Regions from separate parts of the Mus musculus genome. Here regions 1, 2, 3, 5 and 6 are each linked to region 4. The links are chromatin contacts, called in public Hi-C and HiChIP or PLAC-seq maps. All regions are on one chromosome and are shown on one strand. Each heading gives the region's core, a stretch centred on a gene start, on an enhancer-like site or on the middle of the called end of the contact. The rest is flanking DNA. Distances are from core to core; before and after follow the strand shown. Region 1 overlaps Sorcs2 (sortilin-related VPS10 domain containing receptor 2). Region 2 overlaps Sorcs2 (sortilin-related VPS10 domain containing receptor 2). Region 3 overlaps Man2b2 (mannosidase 2, alpha B2). Region 4 holds the start of 2210406O10Rik (RIKEN cDNA 2210406O10 gene). Region 5 has its middle 15 kb from the start of Bloc1s4. Region 6 has its middle 3.6 kb from the start of Gm33114.

Region 1 (3,533 bases), core at 313-2,812, 330 kb before region 4:
TGCTCCATAAATATTACTAGATGTATGTAAGTATGTGTGTATGTATGTAGGTAGGTAGGTAGGTATGTGTGTGGGGGGGTGGATGAACAGTTAGAGGGATAAAAGAATAAATAGATGGACTGATGGGTGGACAGGTGGATGGACAGATGGGTGAATGAATGGATGAACAGATAAACAAATGAAACAATAGACAGATGGTCAGAGAGATGAAAGACTAGCTGTCTGGATAGGTAGAGAGACAGATGGATGGACAGACAGAAAATAGATGAGCAGATAAGTAGATGGATGAATTACTAAGATGTCTCAGACTCTAATCCCTACCCCATGTCTATACTTGTTCCTTGGGGGCCTGAACTTCAGATCCACTTGTCCCATGATGCATCTGTTCATAGCTGTCCTGTGTGCTGACAGGGTAAACAAAGTCCGGAGTCCTTCTGGGCTTAGGATGAGGACATGTGGATGGGTAAGACCCGGTTGTTGGCTTCTGTGTCCTGAGGTTTTGGCCAGGAGATAATATTCAAAGATGTAGACTTGCAAGACTTGGGTTCAAGGCTAGCCCATCACTTGAACTACTTGATGCCCATGCAGAGATCCCTGCCCTGGCTCCTTATTGTCAGCAACCAGAGGACCACATCTCCAGCTAGCATGGTACGCTTCAGCTGTCTAATTCCCAGGACCTCTGCCCATCTTGACTACAGCTATACTAAGTGCCTCATTATGCCCTAGAAAAGGTGTAAACCCAAGAAAGGGAAATGTGACATAAAAAATGTCTTTCCTTCCATGGGGACCTAGAAATGACCTTGTGAGTGTGGGACCCCAGGCAGCTGAGCTGCCATGCTTTGGCCTTAGTCAAGAGGCAAACAAGGCCTCAGACACAGAGAACAGCCTCTCCTAGGAGAGATACTGTCACCTCCTCCACAGAGATGGAGTCTGAGGGTCCATCTCAGACCTCTAGGGAGACAGGTGTAGGCCTGCTCCCAACCCCTACCTGCTCTCTCTTTCCACCTAGCACTTGTCTCCAGCCAACAGCTACTCATAACCCCCTTCCAGGTAGAAATCAATTCTCCTCCCCTCCCCCACAGAGTGGAAACTCTGTCACTCTTCAGAGGAAGTGAGTAAATAAAGAGCAGCTTTAGGAAGCCTGCCCACAGCCTCCCTGCCTGCTGCCAGGAGGATGGGGATGGGGATGAGAGAGACAGAGCAAATAGATCGATAGAGGTAATTACTAGCCGCTTCCCAGGCTCAGCCACCCACATTTTTCCTGGGCTCCTAAGCCACAAGGACTAGAGCATCTATTCTGATTATTGCTTGTCCTGGAATTCTGGTCAGGGCCTCCAGGCCTCACCACTGGAAAATATAAAGGACAGTTTAGGATGGTGCGGAGTGAAGTTCCAGCTCCACTCTGTCTGTATCAGGGCCCTATGTAGCATGACTCAGAGTGTGACATCACATCCCCACCAGCAGGGGCTGGGCTGACACTGGTAAATGGTCACTGTGCAGGGCTCTCTCTCATAAAGAACAGGTGATGTTATTGTTCTTCAAACCACTGGCAGGAGAAAGGCACAGGGTGGGTGGGGCCTCACTAGACCTTACTGTGAGGAGAGGTGCTCACACCAAGGCCTCTTCCTATCTAAGTCACCTCTGTAACTAGTTTCCTAACCACAGCCAGGCTGTGGCTTTGAGATCCAGAGTCTGATAGGGGTTGTGATTGTCCAACCAGGACCTCTTCTGGCCCTACTCTCCAAACTTCCCATGCATTCTGACAGATTCCCACCTGTCCAAGGCACTCCCCCAATAAGCATAACCCTAGAGAGGCCCCCCAGATGGCTCAGCTGGGAGGGCTGGAGCCTGCCTCTAGGCACCTCCTGTTCCAGTCAAACTAAGAGGCCCATCAGTCCCCTACTGCAGTTCTGAAGGGTTGGGGAAGGGGTGTCCATGGGCCATCTACAGTCTCATGACTCTTCAGCCCAGCTCCACAGGGTGGAGACAAGCCCTGGTCTATCTGCCTGGTACATAGCTTGGGCATTGGGGACCCATGAATCTTGTAGGGTTATAGCCTGGACTCCAAGGACCAAACAGAGCTCAGTGGGAGGCAATGGGTGTTGGAGGAGCAGGAACACTGGATGAGCAAGCCTGCTTTAACCCCATAGCAGTCCTAGTGGACCACATGGGGTCAGTATGATGGAGCATAAGAGCAGGTATATGAATCTCCTGGACCAGATGGGAGGCCTCTTGAGGAGGGCTCCATAGCACTGTAGACACAGCAGTCATACAATGGGTTGTAGGACCTGGGCTCCAAGCACTGAAGTCAAGCAAAATTGAGTAGAGGATCTATTTTCCAAAAAGACACTAGCTCAACTCTCTCAACTGAAGTTCTCCTGGTCAAGGTGGGCAACTGGAGAGAGAGAGGGAGAGAGAGAGAGAGAGAGAGAGAGAGAGAGAAAGAGAGAGAGAGAGAGAGAGAGAGAGAGAGAGAGAGAGAGAGGTCACAGGACCCTTAAAGTGGCTCTGGGGACATTGTGAGTTCCTTCTTGCCAAACATAGCCATCTGTCCTTTTTATGGTTCCAATTGGTCTCAGTCCATGTCCTGCTTTCTCTAAGTCTGTAGGAAGTCACCCCATTGCTCTGGGTCCCATCATCCTCATTTGCAATTGGAGCTGGAACATGAAGATTACTCTTGGGCTCAGAGCACTCACAGACACGGAACACCCACATGTGAAGAACTCACAGGCATAGAATGTTCACAGAAACAGAGTATTCATATATACACAGAGCACTCCCATATGTGGGTCATTAACAGGTCAAAAGTACTTGCAGGATCACTCATGGGCACAGAAGTCTCACTGAGGGACTCACATATGTGGAACACTCACAGGCATAGAGCAATTCAAGAATGAAGCACCAATGGCCACAGAGCTTTTTTTTTTTTTTTAGTGGCACATTCCCACATGACACTGTGAACAACTCACAGATGCAGAGCATCACAGGCTCAGAGCACTCACAGGCATGGAACATGTATGGACACAGAGTGTGAAGTGCTCAGACCATGCTTGTGGGACTCCTCCACATGCTATGCTCCGATATCCACTCATCAACAATACAACACGCAGGGTAGCTCATCCACTCCTCTCCGTGGAACCTGGGTCCAACAGCCTGGTATTGTTCCTATGGCTTCTTAAAGCAAAGACTACATGGCTCTTACCCAGGAAGGAGAGTTTTCAAAGGTGCTTGATTGTAGAAGGCAGTTGGCCAATATTCATTGGATGAGCACACAATTATCATTATGATAATAGAATCTAGCCCACGGCAGTTAATTCAATTCTCAATCTCCATGGTCTGTTATTAATCTCCAGCTACTTAATAAGTGTGATAAAGAGAATGAGTCTCTGCGTTGCTAGGACGCTTTGCAGTCTCTAAAGCTCATGCCAGTCATCATGGTCCTTTATCTTTACATCATTTAGATAGTACAAGATCCAGAAGCAAAGGTGTGACACCATCCCCTGTTTACAGATGGCATAAGCAAGGCTCGGGTA
Region 2 (3,602 bases), core at 1,089-3,588, 390 kb before region 4:
AACACATTTGGCCGTGGGGCAAGGGCTAGCTAGAAAGGGCAGGAGTGTAGGTATTTCTGGCTTGGTGGACTGAGTGGTTTCTAATGGAACCCTCTCCTCTGCTCTCTGAGCAGAAGCTGAGAGAGTTGAGAGTCCCAGCTAGACACATAAGCATGGCTGGATACAAACAAAACAAAACAAAACAAAACAAAACAAAACAAAACAAAACAAAACAAAACGCCTAACAGGCAGCTGGATATTATGTGTGGACACCTTCTCTGGATCACGTGATAAGAAAGCATCATCTTCCATTTGTAAAAGAGCTTTAAGCAAGGAAGTTTCCCTCGTTTGGATGACTGCTGGACAGGCAAGGTACTCTTGTGCCCTGTGAAGTCCCTGGACTTGTACCTGGCATAACCCAAGGCTCAATAACTTGCAAGGTTCATGGCTCAGCTTGGCTGTGATCTATGTCAAATGCTGTCTCATTTGAAAGCCCAAACAGAAAGCCCATACACACTCAAACCTACGCAGACACACACACTCATATACCTACAGACTCTCACACTCATGTACATACATGACCACAGACACCACCATTAGAATTAGTAGAAAGCTGAGCACTTTCAATAGTGATGCCACCAGAGCTCAGAGCAAAGCTGCTGATATGCACCCTCTAGAGCTGATCTTCCACCTTGCCACAGGCTACCTCTATGTAGATTTTTCTACTTTTACAAGATGAGGGAACTAAGATTCAAAGAGGTAATACATCACTCAGTATCACACAGCATTTGCACATAAGGAGCAATTCTCATTTCATTGACCTAAGTTCACAGTACAATGTCAGTGGTAAAACAGTGTCCCCTAGTGAATGGCTGGCCATCTCTGACCCTATCTCTGGGTCATCTGAATGATGGGGGCAAGCTCTTTTCCATCTCATGAATCAGTTTATACATCTGTAAATTGGGAGAGCTCACACCCACAGCCAGTCAAGAAGAAAAACATTTAAGGGTCTAGTGGCAACATCTTTTGCATTAATGGGGGCATTACCACTGTTATCCCCACCAATGTGCTGGTGTTTATTATACCCATCCAAGAGCTTTATGGAGCCTTTCCAATTCATTCTCATGGGGGGGGGAGGTGATTTTACTATCTGTCATCAATTCTGCAGAAATAGAACACTTCTGCTTAATAAAAGATAAACGTTGAAAATAAACAAGAGCCAACACTGGAGGGATAGCTGAGTAGCTAAAATCTACATAAAGGTAGCCTGTGGCAGGGTGGAAGATCAGCTCCAGAGGGTGCATATCAGGAGATTGGTGGAATGTACTTTAAGGCATTGCTTCTCTGAGAAAGGGTAAGAAAATTCAGCCAAGGCAAGGAGAAGGTGACATTATGGGAAAGTGCACCAAGGAGTACATATAAGTGACCCTCATATGGGACCAGAGGGCCAGCAGCTTTGCTCTGAGCTCTGGTGGCATCACTGTTGAAAGTGCTCAGCTTTCATTCTCCCTTGCTCAGAATGCCTTGTCTTCATAGGTGGAACACTAATGCCTGCCATTGCACTGACTCTCTTGCAGCTAGACTATTGGGTCAGAGTAGGAATGTGTTCACAGGGTTTAGAAAGTCAAATCGAGATGAGGTGTTTCCTTCTCTCCTTGGGGTACATCCTCTGTCTCAGGGAGCATGCTTAACTCTGGAGTGCAGAGGGAAATATACATTCTGCTTTTTACATAGGTGCTGGGGATATGAACTCGGGTTCTCATGCTTGTACAAAATGCAATTGCAGACTGAGCCATTTCCCCAGACCCAGAAGTATTTCTTGACTGGAAGAGAGGAAAAGAGGGAAACAAAGCAAAACAAAGTGAATCTGACCTTATCTTAGAAATAAGTACCCCAGCCAGAAAGCAGGTCTACAGTTCTGGCCCAGGGAGATAAGGCTGTGGGTGATAAGAAAGTATTCCCAAGAGATCTGGGTAGAAAGGACGAACAGGTCTTGGGAGGCTTAGGACCTTGCTAAGACTTGGGAGGAACACATATTGGGTATCACCCAAAAATTCTGTAGGTACAGTAAGGTACCTCAGATTGTGTCCCAAATCATGACATAGTGAGGAAGGAACAGCGGAAGGCAGGATACTCCCAAGTGAGGCAGAGCCTTTGTTAGAGCAAGGGCAGGCATCCTGGAAGAGGAAGGAGAGGTGGGTGAGGGGATGGCAGAGCAGGGGAAAGGAGTCTGGGACTGAGTGGCCAGCTCACTCCTGTTCATAGGCTGTTTGTGCCTACTTGGGGCCTCTGGACCTGGTGTATGACTGTCTGGTCAAAGTTGAAGCTGGTCAAGTTTCTGTTTTGTTCCACCCAATGTGGTGAGACCAGCATACTTCCCAGATGAGAGCCACATGGAATCCTGGACACTCCTAGCCAGGAACCACACCCAGAACATTCCAGAAAAGCCTGGCATAGCCCCAGCTACCTAAGGACCTAGGACCAATGCCCAGTGTACTGCTCTGAGCCAGAGTGCTTAGCAGTGTGTGCCTTTCAGCAGTGTCCAGACGCCTGGCTAACAGCAAGCCTGTAGATTTGTAGAGTCAGAGCTGGCCTGATTCCACTTCAGACACAGCTTCTTGGGCATCTAAGCATTGACAGACCACCAAGCCCCCACAAAACTCAAGACGGCCATCACTTACTAATTTCCCCAAATCCCTAGTTCCTTTTATAACAGCAATTAAACCTTTTTTTCCTCTCCTTTCTTTCCTTGTCATCACAGAAAAGAGCCAAGGAAAATAACCAAGGTTTTCAGCTCCATTAATTTTTCAGGGCACCATAAATTAAGGAGCAATTGCAACACAGTCAATTTCTTCAGGAAAATAACTCGCCGTAGCTGCGCTTTGGTCTAATTACATGGAAGGCTAAGTACTGCTATTAATACCCATAAGGGTGTGCAGCCCTGAGGGAAAGAGGTAGGAATAGACAGGCAGCCATAGGCCAGGGACACTAGACAATATGTGTTAGACCTTGGCAAGAAGGCTGGGCTCTGGGGAAAGCTGGCCTTGGCCATCACCAAGGGTTCCACTTGGGGTTCTCTTACCTGGCTGACCCCTGTTAGTAGGAATTTGTCATTGATCCATATGTTCATTCATTTAACCAACTTCAATCGATCCATTCATCCATCCATCCACTTATTTACTCACCATCTATCTCCCGCCCACATATCCATCCACCATCCTACTCAGCCAGGCATCTTTCCACTACCCCACATTCCTATGTACTAATCTGTTTGCTCATCTGGCTCCACCCCTGAACTCATCCATCTATTCATTATATATATATCACAGTCTATCCAAATCTATTCATCCATCCATCCATCCATCCATAATCTACCTATGGTGGTTTAAATAGGTATGGCCCCCAAAGACTTATGTGTTTGAATGCTTAGCCATAGAGAATATCTCTATTAGGAGGTGTGGCCTGGTTGGAGGAAATGTGTCACTGTGGGGTGGGCTTTGAGGTTTCCTATGCTCAAACTGTGCACACAGTGTGGCACACAGTCTCTGTCTGTTGCCTGCAGATTAAGATGAAGAACTCTCGGCTCCTCCATTACCATGTCTGCTGTGCACTGCTATGCTTCC
Region 3 (3,814 bases), core at 163-2,662, 350 kb after region 4:
GCGGTCGCTCTGCCAGCAGCACCAGCCTGCTCTTGTCATCCTCGATGAAGGCTGACTGTACCATGGGGTAGTAATTCTGCAGACACAATGCCAACCAGTGGCAGCTTCAATACAGGGTCAGGCAGACACCAGCCTGTCTCCTAGGTACAGTAGCAGAGCTGCTTGTGAGCCGTGTAGCTTGGCTGATGGGACTCTCGGCCCCTGCTAAGGGCTCAACACACAGAGCACCAAGAATGAGCCCCTGACAAAGCCAAGGAATTAGGTAGCAGGGAAACAGGTGGATGCCAGGATGCAGAGCCCACAGGGCAGATCCTGATCAGGACTTTTGAAACAGCTCTCCCCAGGGGCCTCGCTATTGCTATGAGCAGATGCTTAACAGGGTCAGGAGAGCCATGCCTGGGAACAGCATGGGGCTGCTACAAGCATACCCGGGGGATGGGATTGCTCTTGAAAGCCTTGTAGGGCCTCCGCTGCATCTGGTAGCCGTTGTTGTCAGAGTAGAGGACTTGCTGGCTGTTTAGGTCGCTGCTGGTCCTCAGGATGGCCTCACGGTTTAGGTCCAGGGGGCCCACTCGGTACTGCTGCTCTATCCGTTGGCAGAGCAGTTCTCCAGCGAGGCTCGGGTGGGCCAGACGGGTGTGGATGGAATAGATGTACTCCTGGTCTGTTATGTACCTGGGAAGGGGGCATGGGAGAGAGTAGGGCCTGGCTGGAAGCTCCTCCTTCCATATAGGATGCCGGGTGCCAAGAGGCAGCTATGGGAGCAACCCAGGGAGGACTATGGACCCTGTGGAGATTTATGTAAGCCCTGGACCATTCATGGAGTAAAGAGAGCCCTTCTCCCATGCTCTGACTCAGCTACCCACAACATAATGGCTCAGGCGTATGCAAAAAGCACAGGCAGAGGAGATCGATTCTCTCATGCTGCTATCAGTGACTAGTCATGTGCCAGGGTCATGCCCCAAGTACAGGGACAGGGGCTCTGGGGGAAGACACAACACTGACCCGCCCACCCAGAAACGCACCTGTAGAAATACTGCCTTATGTCCGTTACCAGTGTGCCTGCCACCATTTCCATCCCCACCGCTTCCCAGGAAGGCTCAGCGGTGTTGTTGGGTGCAAAGAGGTAGTTGTCAGAAATGGGGCCCTGCTTCACGTCCCAGTTGGCCTGGTACTCCAGGAACTCTTGGGTCATGCGCACCGTGCGGTTGCTCTGTCTGCAGAAGTGAGAGAGGAGAATGGTTGGTGTCGCCCTCAGCAAGATCACTCACCTGCAGCAGGGCTGTGTGTACTGGGGATCAGGATTGAAGAAAATGTCCCCCAGGAGATTGAGGAAGTTACTGGAGGCCTCAGGGGAAAACCTCTGGTCGCACACACAGCCAGGAACTGTCAGGTGACGTCACAAGAGGGAGGCCGCACACAGGCTGCCAGCAGGGTGCACTGTCCCCAGACTGCTCTTCAGAGGCTACACTGGCACAAGAGTGGAGTTGCATCATGCCAACCCAAGTCGTCACTGTGCCATGTGCCAGAGGTCCTTCATACCCTTTATCCCCAGGGACATGGGTGAGTGGGTGGACAGATGGACCCAGGGGTGGGTAAGGACACACAGATATGGAGGGCAGTGGCTGGCTCGGTGCAGAGATGAACCGAGGTGAACAGATATGGAGGGCTGGTGGGAACAGAGTATTAAAGACCCTTTCTGTTTTAAACAGTGTAGATATTTCCCGAAGAACAACTCTGCTTTTGTACTTAGAGAAGCAGACCACGTGAGCACCTTTCCTTTGGAGCCCTTCAGTCTTCCCTTTGTCTATGGGTCAGGACTCTGAGAAGAGACAGTTACGGCAGCCATTCTGCAGTGGCCCAGGGCCCCCCTCCTAAGGACACAAGAACAGGAGGGGGCCTTGCTATCACCTGGTCCTTCCCTGGGGAGGGTGATCACAGAAGGGGGTCACAGGACGCTGCCCATGCATCCCGGCCCTAGACACACTTTGGCGGCAGCACTGGCCTCACCTTACCTATCCTGAATGCTATGTAACATGTTGGTGTCCTGGTCGAACAGCAGAATATAGCAGTCATTCATCACGGGCACCAGGCGCTTGCCTTCCTGGCTGGGCTGGTTCCTCAGTTTGAGACTAAACTTGAGGGTGTTGGCCCTGGGGGCGACCAGCTCCCTGGTGCCTGCCTGGTCCCCGCGGGCGTGCATGACTTGATAGTGCCGATAGTTGAGGCCGGGGATGGTGGTCAGGATGAGCAGGTCGTATGCAGAAGGGTCCTTTGTAGAGTTCTGAATCTGCAAGCCAGCAGCATGGAGAGGAAGCCCCCTCAGTCACCTCATAACTCTGGCCACACACAATGGAGTGGGTGCCCACTGTCTGCCCAGGCAGTGGTGGCCTTCTACCTCCTGAGGATTCCCATGCCATCTTTACAGGCTACAGGTTTGCTCTCTGAGACACTCCCCGGCTCTGAATACACTATCTCAGGGGCCTTGCCTTCCACTCACTTCTCCTCTTTGTCTTGTCCTTCCCCATGCTGCCAGTGGTGCATGGGGGGTGGTACACAACAATGACAAGAGACCATGTGACTCATACTGAGTGGCTCAGGAGTGCAGAGGGGGCGCAGCCTAGAGCTCACCCCAACCTTGGCACCTGTTACAGTGCGTCTTTAAGACGCTTGGGGGCCTTTGCATAGGTGCAGTGGAACAAGGTCACCAAGTGGCAGACAGCAAATGCTCTCCAGCAGGACTTCTCGCCCGTACCTGTGTTGACACCGGGTGGCCCAACTCATCGGTGACGCTGACATTGGGGAAAGCGACAGTCAGGGTGATAATGGTGGTGATCTTCCAGGCCAGCGGGTTGTACACAGAGGCGGAGTATCCTACAGGCCTTGTGTCTACCGAGAGGACAGGTGTCACTTGAGGCCCCATGATGTCTTTGGGGGCTCCTGGATAAGAGGGGAAATGAGGTAGGTAAGACCTGGCCTTCCAGAGTCCCTAGTGTAGATGTGGAAAGGAAGAGGTGTGGCCTGGATCCAAGGTTTTGAGTGTCTGACCAGCACTAGAGGCTCTTATGATGCAGGTCTGGTGTCCTTTCTGTTCCATCTCTGATGTCTGGATCCTTGAGTGTACTGCCTGCTCTCCAGCCTCCCTCCTCGGGCCTAGCTGGCCCCTCTATCCAGTTAACTTTTTGGTTCTTCCTCCCTGATGGAGGAAGCCTACCTGTGTGCTCATGGGAAGGCACAGGTCACCTTACTGCCCTACCCAGCACTGATGTCACAAGCCAGGTTCTTTTCTTTCTGCAATTGTTGCTCCCATCAGACTTGTGTCCCCTGGACAAGGATGGGTCTGTGGCCAGCCCTGGACAGAACCTACAAGCTGGATTTGGTCATACAGAAAGAGCTGGAAGGGTAGGGTAGGTAGAAGACACAGCCCAGACCCTGTCATGGAAGTGAAGAAGACCAGAGAGACTAGAAAGGGCCAGCCAAAAGCAAAAGAGGAACAAGGCAGGGCTCGGGGACCTGGGGACTTGTCCCTGGCTGCTCCTGGTTTCCCTGGTTTCAAGCATCACCATTGTATGACAGTCACTCTACACGTGTGACACTCTCTGGACATAGGAGCCGGGCCATGGCTGCCTGGAGGTCACCTGCAGCCCAGCTGGGCTTGAGAGGTAAAGCTGGACCAGCAGGCCTGGGCACAGCAGGGGGCACAGGGTGGCAGGTTCAAAGTCTGGCTCTTGCCCTCCCTTGCTGGTGAGCCTGAGCTGAGCTGTGATCTCTCAGAGTCTCAGGTCCCTTGGTTCATAAATGAGCCTCCCTGTGG
Region 4 (3,401 bases), core at 292-2,791:
GGAAACTGTATAAGCCCCATGGTATTCATCGCCGGCTTCAACAATGTCATCACTTTCCCACAGTCTTACAAGAAACCTCACCTTTTAAAACTAGAGTATTTTTTAAAGCCCTTGCCAGCCAATATGACAATGTACCATAAATATTCCCATCCAGAGCTCTGCCCATTGGCCCATATTGTTCCCTAACAAAAGGGCCAGCGCACTGAATAACCATCTGATACCCGTCCCACTCCAGTCCCCTGCCCTTTTCACGGTTGGTTTGTTCCATCACAACCAAGTGCCATAGACTCAATCCAATTATGTCTCTTGATTTCATTGGTGCTCTAAGTATCCCTTCTCCTCTTACTCGACCCCAGCCCTAATGAATTAACAAATCAGGTCACTTGTCCTACAAAACACCAGTGAACCAGGATTCCTGGAAAGAAACTGTCTGCAAAGGCCAATTGACGGATTAAAGCCTCAATGACTGGAGATGCTGAACCTTGCAGGTGCAGAGCCTAGTTACAATTTATCTTGGGCTATCTTTAGTTCATTAAATAGATTCCCTGCCCCACTCAGTGTCAGACCTAACAGCAGGAAAAGACGATTAAAATCTTGGTAACACAGTAACAAAACTCTAATCTCCACCAAAGGGCTAAGCTTGCTATCAAATAGCATCTGCGGACTACAGCTGAGATTCCCGTTTGCTATAATCACCTACTTAATGTTTTCACTAATATATTTTATGTCTTGAGTTGTGGCTTTCTTTGTTCTGCTACTATGCAAACGTCCTGAAACTGTTTTCACGTTGGAACACAGGTGTCCTAAAACTGTTTCTGGGCCAGTCACTCATAAATGACTCCAGAATAAACTTATTTCCTATGAGGTGAGAGCTGTGCTTTTTGTGTGGACATGCTCTGCCCCACGCCCACGGCGGGCAAAAGGCAGCATGTGCTGGGGAAATGATTTTTAAAAGAGCGAAATTAAATAATAGAATTTTGGTCCCTTTTTTGTTTGTTTGTTTGGTTGGTTTGGTTTGGTTTGTTTTACGAGACAAAATTTCTCTGTGTAGCTCTGGCTGACCTGGAACTCACTCTGTAGACCAGGCTGGCCTAGAACTCAAGAGATCCGCCGAGAGCACACACAAGCCGTAGTCCACGGACGAAGCGTTCTGTCTCGAGATTTGCGGGAGCCGGGGGGAGGAAGGAAGAAGCTGCACATACCTAGACAGGACAGAAAACGTCCTCCGACAACTCTCAGCTCTGCGACCTCCCCCATAGCAGTGACCAAACATCAGCACCCATATTTTCGAAGCTCTCCTGCACACACTGCTGTTAGTTTTTTTTTTTCTTATGTTGCGTTCTGAGAAAATTGGAGGTGGCCGAAAGTACAAAATCAAGTAACGCTCATCGGGCCGTCCACAGCCAGCCTGTTGACACAACGCGCTTGCGGCATAGTAGAGATGGGGTCCGTCCCTTCCCGGGACACCCACGTTCCGCCCGCAGAAGGTAGCAGGAGCCTAAAGCGAGCACCAGTCACTTGGCACGAGTTCCCGGGTCCCCGCCTAGCGCTCGCCGCCTTCTGCCCGCCCTGACGCTCTTCCTCTTCATTGGCTGTCCCCTGGCGCGACCACGCCCACAGAAGCTCCATTTTCCTCCACTCCTCCCACCTCACCTTTCACCTCCTCACCTTCCGGGGCTCCCAGAAGCCTCAGTCTCCGCCCACCGGAGAAGGAGGAAACAGAATTCCGTCATGACTCGTAATTATTGGTGGAAATGGTCTGTCCATCAGAACAACAGCGGTCACGGATTAGCTAAAAAGCAGCAGTAGGTGGGAAAACCGGTGTAAGGGGCGTCCGCGCATGCTCAGTGTGGGCGCAGTGACGCGACCTCGGGGGCAGTCATGGCGGCTCGGTGTGTGAGGCTGGCGCGCCGCAGCCTCCCGGCTTTGGCACTGTCGTTCAGGTAAGAGAGCTTCACTCCTCTGCGTCGGCCTCACTCACGGCCGAGAGCTCTGGTGGGGGGTTTAGCGGCAGGACTGGTCCCCGCAGGCGGTGCCCGTGCACCCTGAAGTCACATCCTCACCATCGAGTCCCTGTGCCTGTTCTCAACGCGCGGCTGTCCTGGTGTTTACTGTGCGGCACTGCGCGAACTGGGCTCAAGAGACGAGAAGTGGGGACGCTGGGGCGTAAATGCGGGGATCTGGGTGATGCGTCAGGTGGAAGGCTCCGCCATTTGTTTGTCTGGTGACACACGGCACTCTCTCGGGCATAGGGGCACCACCCCTCCTGGAATTGCAAAAGTCAAGCTTAGAAGCGGGAGACTTGCCCAAGGTCAGGCAGCCAGGCAGAAGCCCGCCCGACCAGGGGCTGGGGTTGCTAATCCCTAATCCAGTCCAGGATGTGTACTGCCTGGTTTGTGGGCTTTTTCCACTCACATTCCTTCCCCCACTTTTGCCCTCCGCGGAATGTGAGGTCCAAGGAGCAAGAAAGCCAGTGTGTGTGCAGTTTATTTAGACAATGCCCATTTTTGCCATCTTTACTTTTACCCGTGGCTTCAGGTTTTTGAGTCGCATCTCCAAAGTTAGGCTCAGTATCTTTAGCTTGTTCCCTGCTAGGACCAAGTTTTTGGTTGATTAAAAAAAGAGAGACTTTGCCTGAGTCTTATGGAAACGGAGTGAACGGGAGCTGGCCTTTTCAGCGGGTGAGAGTGAGCAGGCGGATGATCTCGTACTTGTGACTAAAAGATGAAAACAGGTCTATGTTGTGCAAAGCAGGGAGGAGTCTGAAGTATTCCGGGGGAAGCACTTCCTATTTGTGGTGCTCTGTTTAGAGTTGACAGGAAAGAACCCCCATTTCCCATCCCATCCGGCCCTGTCCCATCCCCCAGCTTGGTTCATGTCTATCTCTGAAATTGTGGTTTTGAAGAAAGATGCTCTAGTAGGAAGTCATAACTCCACAGTATCCCATAAGCTTGGCTTCCCTCTTTCCTCCGAGACATAGCCCTAGGAATTCCTGCCCTGAAAGGATCTATACAGCAAAACTGATCTGCTGAAAGGCTGTGGTGGTCACTCCTAGGGGTGGAAATAATTCATAGTGAAGGCAGCCTTCACATTTTGTAGGTTTTTATATTCTTAGCATAATTTTGCTTCTCAGAATTAATTACTGATCTTTCTTTTTTAAACTTACGTGTGTGGATGTTTTGCTTGTATGTGTATGTCCATGTGTATGCCAAGTGCCTTCAGAGTTCAGAAAAGTGTCAGATACCCTGGAACTCTTAGAGTTAGGTAGTTGTTAGCTGGGAATCAAAGTCAGGTCTTCCACAAGAGGAACATGCTCTCAACCACTGAGCCCAACTCTCCAGCCCAGATTCTTAGACTTTTTAAAAGCGTGAAAGTAAAAATAAAATTAAAAGATCACTGCT
Region 5 (3,406 bases), core at 243-2,742, 300 kb after region 4:
CAGGACACTGACCTGAATAAAAACCGTGGTCTGTTGGCTGTTCTCTCTCTCTCTCTCTCTCTCTCTCTCTCTCTCTCTCTCTCTCTCTCTCTCTCACACACACACACACACACACACACACACACACACACACCTTGTAATGTGCTGTCTCTCAGTCTGTCACCGGCTGCACCTGGCCCTTCTAAAAAACAGTTACAAGCAGCATCAGTTACAAACATTTCAAGTGGCTGTCGGGCCAGCACTCCACGACTAACCATTTTAATAACTGCGGGGCTTGGGTTGTGTGGCAGGGCCATGTGTCCAGCAATATGTGACTATGATGCAGATGGCTACATGTCTGGCCTGCTGGGTCCTTCCAGTGAGGTGTTTCTTTGTTCAGCAAAGACTTCAAGGTTTAAAGGAAATGTCTGGATTCTCTGAGCCAATGAGAATTTCATAAGCATTTATTAACCAGAGGGACACTGGCCAACTCAGCCCAAGGAAGTAACTGCTAACAAGTACTTTCCAGAATCCAGAGATTTACTGCCAGGCCCTCCTGGGGACTCTGTCAGGAATCTGGCATCCCAGACACCATCTTTCTGAATCATTTGGCATCTTCCCTTGGGAACTGACTGACGGTGACAGGCAGAGGTGAGCACAGCCGCAAACACTATGAACGCCCTGAAATCCACCTGGGCATCTCCATCAGCGTCTAGTTCCTTCAGCAGTTTGTTCAGACCTTCTGTGTCATCTCAGCCAGAGGAGGGAGGGGGCAGAGTCAGCAACAGGAATGCAGAGTGGGACTTGGGCCTCAGTCAGCTCCAGCCTCAGGGTCAGAGGGGGAGGGGAAAGGCACCCACCAGTGAGCCACATGGCGGCCAGCCACACTTTGTGTCTACACAATGACACACTGGTGTATACAGGCTGTGAGATGCTTTGAATGGAGTGACAGGACTTCACCTAACCTCAAGTGCTGGTCCATGTCTCAAGCCCCCAGACCCGGTTTTTATGTCGATGCTGGGGGTCTCAATTCAGCTCCATATGTTCTTTACTTACTGAGCCATCTTCCTAGCCCCTCTACTGTGCTCTCAACGGGAGTATCTGTTTTCCACAAGCCTGCAGGCTTCACAACTATAAGGCAAGGGGGCTGTCTCACTTACATTCATTAGGGATGAAGACTAACAGACCGTCGGTCCCAAGGAACCTACACAGAAGCTCTGTTTGCTGCTCCAGCCCACTGCTAAGGTCCCAGGTCTTTTTGGAGAGGACAAGCCTGGTGCAGGCTCTGAAAGCCTGGCCATGTAACAGTTAGGGCTGACACCATCCTTCCTGAGAGGTGAACAGAGGACAGATCTCAGCGTCAGCATCAGGGGACCAGCAGTGCAGCTGAGATTTGGAATGTTTTGTGTTCCTATGGCATTTTCAGAAAGTGTGAGTTCAGACCACCCACTAAGCCATGGCTGTGCACGTGAAAGTGGGTGTTAATTATAGCAGGTTAGAATGGCAAAGTCAGGGGAGGCTGCAAATTCAACACTCAGAGAGTAGAGGGACACACCCATCCACCTAGACTTCCCGCACTTCTCAGAATACCTGCACGGGGCTGAGGATTGGGCTCAGTCCATAAAGCGCTCACCATAGGATCTGGGTTTGATTCCCAGAAACCACATACAGAAGCTGAAGATGGTAATATGTGTTTGTTATCCAACACCAGGGACATAGAAATAGAGGAGTCCTTGCTGGTCAGCCAGTCTAACCTAATTGGTGAGTTCCTGGTCAATGACCTTATCCCCCAAACCACAAAGAGGCAGGGAGTCCAGAGGAGCCAACCTTCAGGCTAATGCGTGCTGCCTTTAGCCTTGGTCACAGAAGCTTCTGTCTGGTGGCAAAGGTCAACGCAGAGACACACAGCTGGCCTTCTTGTTGAGGTTAAGTGACTGTTAGGTGCTCAGTCCTATTGGGACACACCGCCTCCTCAAAAGCTCAGGGACTGTCACAGAAGAGGGAGTAAGAGCCAGAGGACCGGAGCAAAGGGTGCTGTTAAAAGCTGGCACGGCCGTTACACTTAGGAGCTTACAGGGACCGTGCTTTCTTGTAAGACCTGCACAAGGTGGGGCCGTCGGCATTCTTCGTGGACAGGAGAGGGCACGAGGTCCAGTCCTAAGGAGCCACTGGTAGTCGAGAATGTTGGGAGCAGGGAGGTCATTCTTTCAGCTGTGTAGCCACTGGCAAGTTGCCCATTTCCGGTAAATAACAACCCCCCAACCCCCGCAGAGGACCGTGCAAACAATCCTACTTGTGGGGTCACACATGAAACCAGAGAAGACCTGGAAGCAGGAGTTGTTGGAAGAGGGGATCAGTGGTGGTGAGAAGGGAATCAAGGAGGGAAATATGGGCACAAAATGAAAATACATGCGTGGCATTGTCAAAGAATAGAAGTAAAGAAACATTTAAAAAGAAAACTGAAAAAAAAAAAAAGCCGGGTGTGGTGGCGCACAGCCTTAATCCCAGCATTTGGGAGGCAGAGGCAGGCAGATTTCTGAGTTCGAGGCCAGCCTGGTCTACAAAGTGAGTTCCAGGACAGCCAGGGCTATACAGAGAAACCCTGTCACGAAAAACCAAAAAAAAAAAAAAAAAAAAAAAAAAACAAAAAAAAACAAAACAAAACAAAAAAACAAACTGAAGTTGGGAGTTCCTGAGGAGGTATGGCTGAGGTTGACCTCTGACCTCCACCCGTGTACATACACATGTGCACACTTATACACACGTATCCACAGCACAGACACACACTCCCTGAAGATTAATTTCTCAAACTTTGATGATCATCAGAACATCCCATGCCCTGTGCACAACTCAACGATGTGGTGACTGTCTTCAGAAAGGCCCAGACTTAGAGAATTCACACCATTCTATTAGGCCCCAAACAATAGTAACTTTCATATTAATCAGAATTTCGCCCTCAACAATGCTTGTTTGGGAGAAAGAGAAGAAGAAAAGAGTCAGTATTCAAGATGGCTCATTTTTCTCTCTCCATGCTTCTGCATTTTTTCCGTCATTTACAAACACATTTGTAATAAAACAAAACAGATGGAGTTTATTGTAAAAATGTGTCATTGTTGCATTTCTGCTTAGGACAGAAACACGATGTTCTGGGCTGTGGGTGACAACGTGAACCTGAGTACTCTGACTTTTTTCTTTTTTTTTATTAGATTTTTTAAAAATTTACATTTCAAATGTTATCCCCTTTCCTTCTTTCCCTCTGAAAACCCCCCTATCCCATCCCCTGTCCCCCTGCTCACTAACCCACCCACTCCCGCTTCCCTGTCCTGGCATTCCCCTACACTGGGGCATCTCAGGACCAAGGGCCTCTCCTCTCAGTGATATCCCACAAGGTCATCCTCTGCTACATATTCAGCTGGAGCCACGAGTC
Region 6 (3,401 bases), core at 507-3,006, 260 kb after region 4:
CTATGCCAGTGCCTGGCAAATACAGAAGTGGATGCTCACAGTCACCTATAAGATGGAACACAGGGCCCCCAATGGAGAAGCTAGAGAAAGCACCCAAGGAGCTGAAGGGGTCTGCAACCCTATAAGTGGAACAACAATATGAACTAACCAGTACCCCCAGAGCTCGAATCTCTAGCTGCATATGTAGCAGAAGATGGCCTAGTTGGCCATCACTGGGAAGAGAAGCCTCTTGGTATTACGAACTTTATATGCCCCAGTACAGGGGAATGCCAGAGCCAAGAAGCAGGAGTGGGTGGGTAGGAGAGTAGGGCAGAGGGAGGGTATAGGGAACTTTCGGGATAGCATTTGAAATGTATATAAAGAAAATATCGGGGCTGGAGAGATGGCTCAGCGGTTAAGTACACTGACTGATCTTCTGAAGGTCCTGAGTTCAAATCCCAGCAACCACATGGTGGCTCACAATCACCTGTAATGAGATCTGACGCCCTCTTTTGGTGTGTCTGAAGATAGCAACAGTATACTTAGATATAATAATAAATAAATCTTAAAAAAAGAAAATATCTAATAAAAAAGTAAATAAGTAAGTAAGTAAATAAATAAATAAATAGAAAGAGACACTCCGTAACATAACATAAAGCATAGTAGTTTAATAAATAAATTGTAAAAGGAGAGAGAGGGGGGTAGGAAGATCACTGTGAGTTCTATACTAGCCTGGGGTATGTATTGAAACTCATTTGCTATCATTGTTTAAATTGAGGTAAAATTCACACCACAGATATTTAGCTATTTAAAGTGTCAGTTCTGTGGCATTTATCCACCTACAGCAAGCACTGCATAACTGTCACCTCTGTGTAGTTCTATATGTCCTGCTCTCCAAGACCTCACCCCCCTTCCTTCCTTCCTTCCTTCCTTCCTTCCTTCCTTCCTTCCTTCCTTCCTTCCTTCCTTCCTTCCTTCCTCCTCCTCCTCCTCCTCCTCCTTCTTCTTCTTCCTCTCTCTCTCTCTCTCTCTCTCTCTCTCTCTCTCTCTCTCTCTCTCTCTTTCTCTGTTTATTTATACTTTTCAAGTGCTGGGGACGAGACCCAGGGCCTCACACATGCCCGGCAAGCACTCCGTAACTAAGCCCGTACCCTAACTACAACTCCATCTCTACCACTGGCCACTCCCCATCTTCCTGTCTGTTGTATCCCTGGCAACTGCTGGGTTCCAGTGGGAGTCACGCAGTGCACTGTTCGGCTTCGGGTGACTGGCTTTTCTCACTGAACCTGTTTGGAAGGCCAACAGGCTTTGTAGCAGGTGCCTGCACTCTGCTTCCTTCCATGGCTGCCCGAGGTCCCACTCGGTGGGTCTTCTCTGCCTTTTCATTCACTCCTGCTATGGGAACAGTACGCTGACCCGTGGCCTCTCTCAGTGGCTTCTGGTAGAGTAAAAGTTCCCCAGACCAGCCACCCGATGCTTACACACATAAAGTCCTTGTCGAACGCGTGGTTCTCATCCTTGTTTCCAATGAGTGTCAACTGCACACTATAGCACTTATTGAGCACTTACTGCATACTGTCCTGAATGTTTTGTTTTCACTCAATGGTGGTGTTTTCTGTCCATCCTCAGTCCCTCCAGTAGCTGGCGTGGGCCTCACGTGATCAGTTTCAGAGGCCGGAAAAAGGTCAGCTAAGGAATTATCTATAGAGGAGAACTTAAAGTCGGGCCAGCTCCAGTTCACGTCTCACATGCCCCTGGTGTACGCCCTTGACTGGACGAATGCAGACTTCACCCTGGGCGGTAACCCAGAGGACTTTCATTTTCCTTTTCCCCAGGGCTCGATCTCTGCTTCATTTTCAGTCATTGATTTGTTTTCACAGTGACCAATCAGAAACAGAAAGCATAACAGTCAGGAGGGGAATGAAAGTGCTGAAGGTGAATTTCAGAAAAGCTGGACTTTAACCAGCTCATGTGGCAGACCCACCCAGTGGGCTGCACCAGCAGGGTGGCAGGGCACCTTTGCCTTGCAGGAAGACTACAATATAATTGGGGTATAGTTTTAGCTTTTGCATGTTTATCCTTCTTTGGTGGTTCTTTTTTGTTTTGGGGTTTTGGGTTTTTTTGTTTGGTAGGTTGGTTTTGGTTTTGGGTTTTTGGACTGTTTGTTCATTTGTTTGGTTTGTTTTGGTTGTTTGCTTTTTTTGTTTTGTGTGTGTGTGTGTGTGTGTGTGTGTGTGTGTGTGTGTGTGTTGTTTGTTTGTTTGTTTGTTTGTTTGTTTGTTTTTGAGACAAGGTTTCACTGTGTAGCCCTAACTGGCCTGCATGCAGACCAGGCTGGCCTCAAATTTGCTGCAATCCCCCTGCCTCTGCCCCTCAAGCACTAGGATTCTAGGCATCTCACATCATAACTCACTTCTTCGTTGCTCCTCAGATGAACAAGAGCCTTTTATATATTCACACAGGAAGTCCAACTTCCTCCCTCATGCCCTCTGCCTTGGATCCAGCTGGCAGGTGAACCTGAACCCCATGCCAGCCAAGAGCTCAGGAACTCACACTAAAACTACCTGCTATGCAATAGCCTTTCCCCTTAGGACCTCCCAGCACAGCCCTGTATCACCCCCACTCCACTCCAGCACCCCTCAGAGCCATGAAGAGAAAGTAGAACATACCCGATCTAGAGTCAGCACAGAGTCCACAGAGAGCCTGGGCCCCAAGTTCTCCTGGTGCCATTTACCTGCTCCCCCAACTATTTGCTTATGCTCTGCCTTCTACCCAGAGCTCTGTCACCCTCAAGTCTCCATCATCCTTCAGGTACAACCAGCAGTGCCCAGGGGAGTGGTCCCAGGAGCCAGCAGCAGCCCAGGAGTGTGCAGGCCCTGGCTGCCCTGTGATGGGTGTTTCTATGCCCTTGTCTGGGTGGTCCTCACCAGCTCCCTGTGAGGCAGGAATTGCCTTCCCTCTTCTTGCCTGCTTCCCTCAGGTATAAAGGGCCTCACGTATAGCATTAGAAAACACCCAGGGGACACTCACTGCTGCTATCCCTGTACTAGGAGGAGATTTCTGAGATGAGAGCTGAAGCGACTCATCTGAGGAAGTGCAGCCAGTGGGCGGTTTGGCCTGAGCTCTTTCCCCATGTAGCCCTCCGTGTTCTGGTTCTGGTTTCCAATGGGAATGAATCTTCAAGGACATGCAGAGAGCTCCTTGCGAAGGAGCCATCTGTGCACGGTGGGAGAGTTGACTCTCACACCAGATGGCCAGTGCTCTAACCTGGGTCTGCCGTGTATTCTCTGTGCCATCTTGGACAAGTTTCCTGACCCCTCTGCACCCATTTCCTCCTTCCTGGCATAACTCCCGAGAGGAGAAGATAAGTCATACCCCTCCACAGCCCACCTGATAGATACCTGCTGCTAAAATAAAATCAG

What was found. HiChIP or PLAC-seq counts read pairs in DNA pulled down with a chosen protein or histone mark. Hi-C and Micro-C count contacts between places; a contact is called where the count stands out from the background.
Region 1: a contact with region 4 is called in a FOXA1 HiChIP or PLAC-seq map of pancreatic cancer cells. The contact joins the enhancer-like site here to the promoter of 2210406O10Rik in region 4. A contact is called at or near these places in 3 of 39 promoter capture datasets (the 3T3-L1 cell line, cranial neural crest and hippocampal neurons), 3 of 115 datasets of contacts at active chromatin or transcription factors (embryonic stem cells, large pre-B cells and pancreatic cancer cells) and 1 of 9 other capture datasets (embryonic stem cells).
Region 2: a contact with region 4 is called in an HNF4G HiChIP or PLAC-seq map of pancreatic cancer cells. The contact joins the enhancer-like site here to the promoter of 2210406O10Rik in region 4. A contact is called at or near these places in 5 of 39 promoter capture datasets (the 3T3-L1 cell line, the SN4741 cell line, cranial neural crest and 2 more), 1 of 15 datasets of contacts at CTCF or cohesin (the NIH/3T3 cell line) and 3 of 115 datasets of contacts at active chromatin or transcription factors (embryonic hindbrain, memory CD8 T cells and pancreatic cancer cells).
Region 3: a Hi-C map of myeloid progenitors shows a contact between it and region 4, with 3 times the contacts expected there. The contact joins the enhancer-like site here to the promoter of 2210406O10Rik in region 4. A contact is called at or near these places in 11 of 39 promoter capture datasets (the 3T3-L1 cell line, 3T3-L1-derived adipocytes, the C10 cell line and 8 more), 22 of 484 Hi-C or Micro-C datasets (B cells, CD4 T cells, the G1E-ER4 cell line and 11 more), 8 of 115 datasets of contacts at active chromatin or transcription factors (the 230-238 cell line, bone marrow-derived dendritic cells, bone marrow-derived macrophages and 3 more) and 2 of 9 other capture datasets (adipose tissue and liver).
Region 5: a contact with region 4 is called in a CTCF HiChIP or PLAC-seq map of the NIH/3T3 cell line, with 11 read pairs. The contact joins the enhancer-like site here to the promoter of 2210406O10Rik in region 4. A contact is called at or near these places in 14 of 39 promoter capture datasets (3T3-L1-derived adipocytes, the C10 cell line, the HPC-7 cell line and 10 more), 4 of 15 datasets of contacts at CTCF or cohesin (CD8 T cells, the NIH/3T3 cell line, embryonic stem cells and 1 more), 28 of 484 Hi-C or Micro-C datasets (the C10 cell line, CD8 T cells, ECoMG-derived neutrophils and 18 more), 24 of 115 datasets of contacts at active chromatin or transcription factors (the HPC-7 cell line, bone marrow-derived macrophages, craniofacial prominence and 14 more) and 3 of 9 other capture datasets (adipose tissue, liver and pancreatic islet).
Region 6: a contact with region 4 is called in an H3K4me3 HiChIP or PLAC-seq map of bone marrow-derived macrophages, with 4 times the contacts expected there. The contact joins the enhancer-like site here to the promoter of 2210406O10Rik in region 4. A contact is called at or near these places in 12 of 39 promoter capture datasets (the C10 cell line, the HPC-7 cell line, HPC-7-derived erythroid cells and 9 more), 4 of 15 datasets of contacts at CTCF or cohesin (the NIH/3T3 cell line, embryonic stem cells, large pre-B cells and 1 more), 40 of 484 Hi-C or Micro-C datasets (B cells, the C2C12 cell line, CD8 T cells and 20 more), 32 of 115 datasets of contacts at active chromatin or transcription factors (the 230-238 cell line, CD8 T cells, the SCID.adh cell line and 20 more) and 5 of 9 other capture datasets (adipose tissue, bone marrow-derived macrophages, embryonic stem cells and 2 more).

The regions. Positions count from the first base shown.
Region 1 is chr5:36,134,904-36,138,436 of GRCm38.p6, forward strand. The region is part of intron 3 of Sorcs2 (sortilin-related VPS10 domain containing receptor 2); the gene reads right to left. Among named protein-coding and RNA genes, the nearest start is that of Gm52810, 9.6 kb to the right of the region's middle. Within about 2 kb of position 1,563, at least 18 of the 459 cell types and tissues checked have an H3K27ac peak or open chromatin away from gene starts, as enhancers often do. A contact at or near this core is called in pancreatic cancer cells, where this site is marked.
Region 2 is chr5:36,072,968-36,076,569 of GRCm38.p6, forward strand. All of the region lies in intron 4 of Sorcs2 (sortilin-related VPS10 domain containing receptor 2), which reads right to left. Among named protein-coding and RNA genes, the nearest start is that of Gm52811, 10 kb to the right of the region's middle. Within about 2 kb of position 2,339, at least 71 of the 459 cell types and tissues checked have an H3K27ac peak or open chromatin away from gene starts, as enhancers often do. A contact at or near this core is called in the NIH/3T3 cell line, the SN4741 cell line and pancreatic cancer cells, where this site is marked.
Region 3 is chr5:36,813,304-36,817,117 of GRCm38.p6, forward strand. Man2b2 (mannosidase 2, alpha B2) reads right to left here. Exons shown (of 19, transcript NM_008550.2): 10 at 2,756-2,940; 11 at 2,016-2,290; 12 at 1,026-1,217; 13 at 429-675; 14 at 1-76. Among named protein-coding and RNA genes, the nearest start is that of Man2b2, 15 kb to the right of the region's middle. Within about 2 kb of position 1,413, at least 27 of the 459 cell types and tissues checked have an H3K27ac peak or open chromatin away from gene starts, as enhancers often do. A contact at or near this core is called in B cells, myeloid progenitors, neutrophils and 1 more, where this site is marked.
Region 4 is chr5:36,463,313-36,466,713 of GRCm38.p6, forward strand. 2210406O10Rik (RIKEN cDNA 2210406O10 gene) reads right to left here and starts at 1,542. Exons shown (of 3, transcript NR_126488.1): 1 at 1,203-1,542. It overlaps Grpel1 (GrpE-like 1, mitochondrial), which reads left to right and starts at 1,873. Exons shown (of 4, transcript NM_024478.2): 1 at 1,873-1,943. The coding sequence starts at 1,882.
Region 5 is chr5:36,762,034-36,765,439 of GRCm38.p6, forward strand. It overlaps the pseudogene Gm40318. Among named protein-coding and RNA genes, the nearest start is that of Bloc1s4, 15 kb to the left of the region's middle. Within about 2 kb of position 1,493, at least 8 of the 459 cell types and tissues checked have an H3K27ac peak or open chromatin away from gene starts, as enhancers often do.
Region 6 is chr5:36,724,790-36,728,190 of GRCm38.p6, forward strand. No RefSeq gene overlaps it. Among named protein-coding and RNA genes, the nearest start is that of Gm33114, 3.6 kb to the right of the region's middle. Within about 2 kb of position 1,757, at least 96 of the 459 cell types and tissues checked have an H3K27ac peak or open chromatin away from gene starts, as enhancers often do. A contact at or near this core is called in B cells, CD8 T cells, the G1E-ER4 cell line and 15 more, where this site is marked.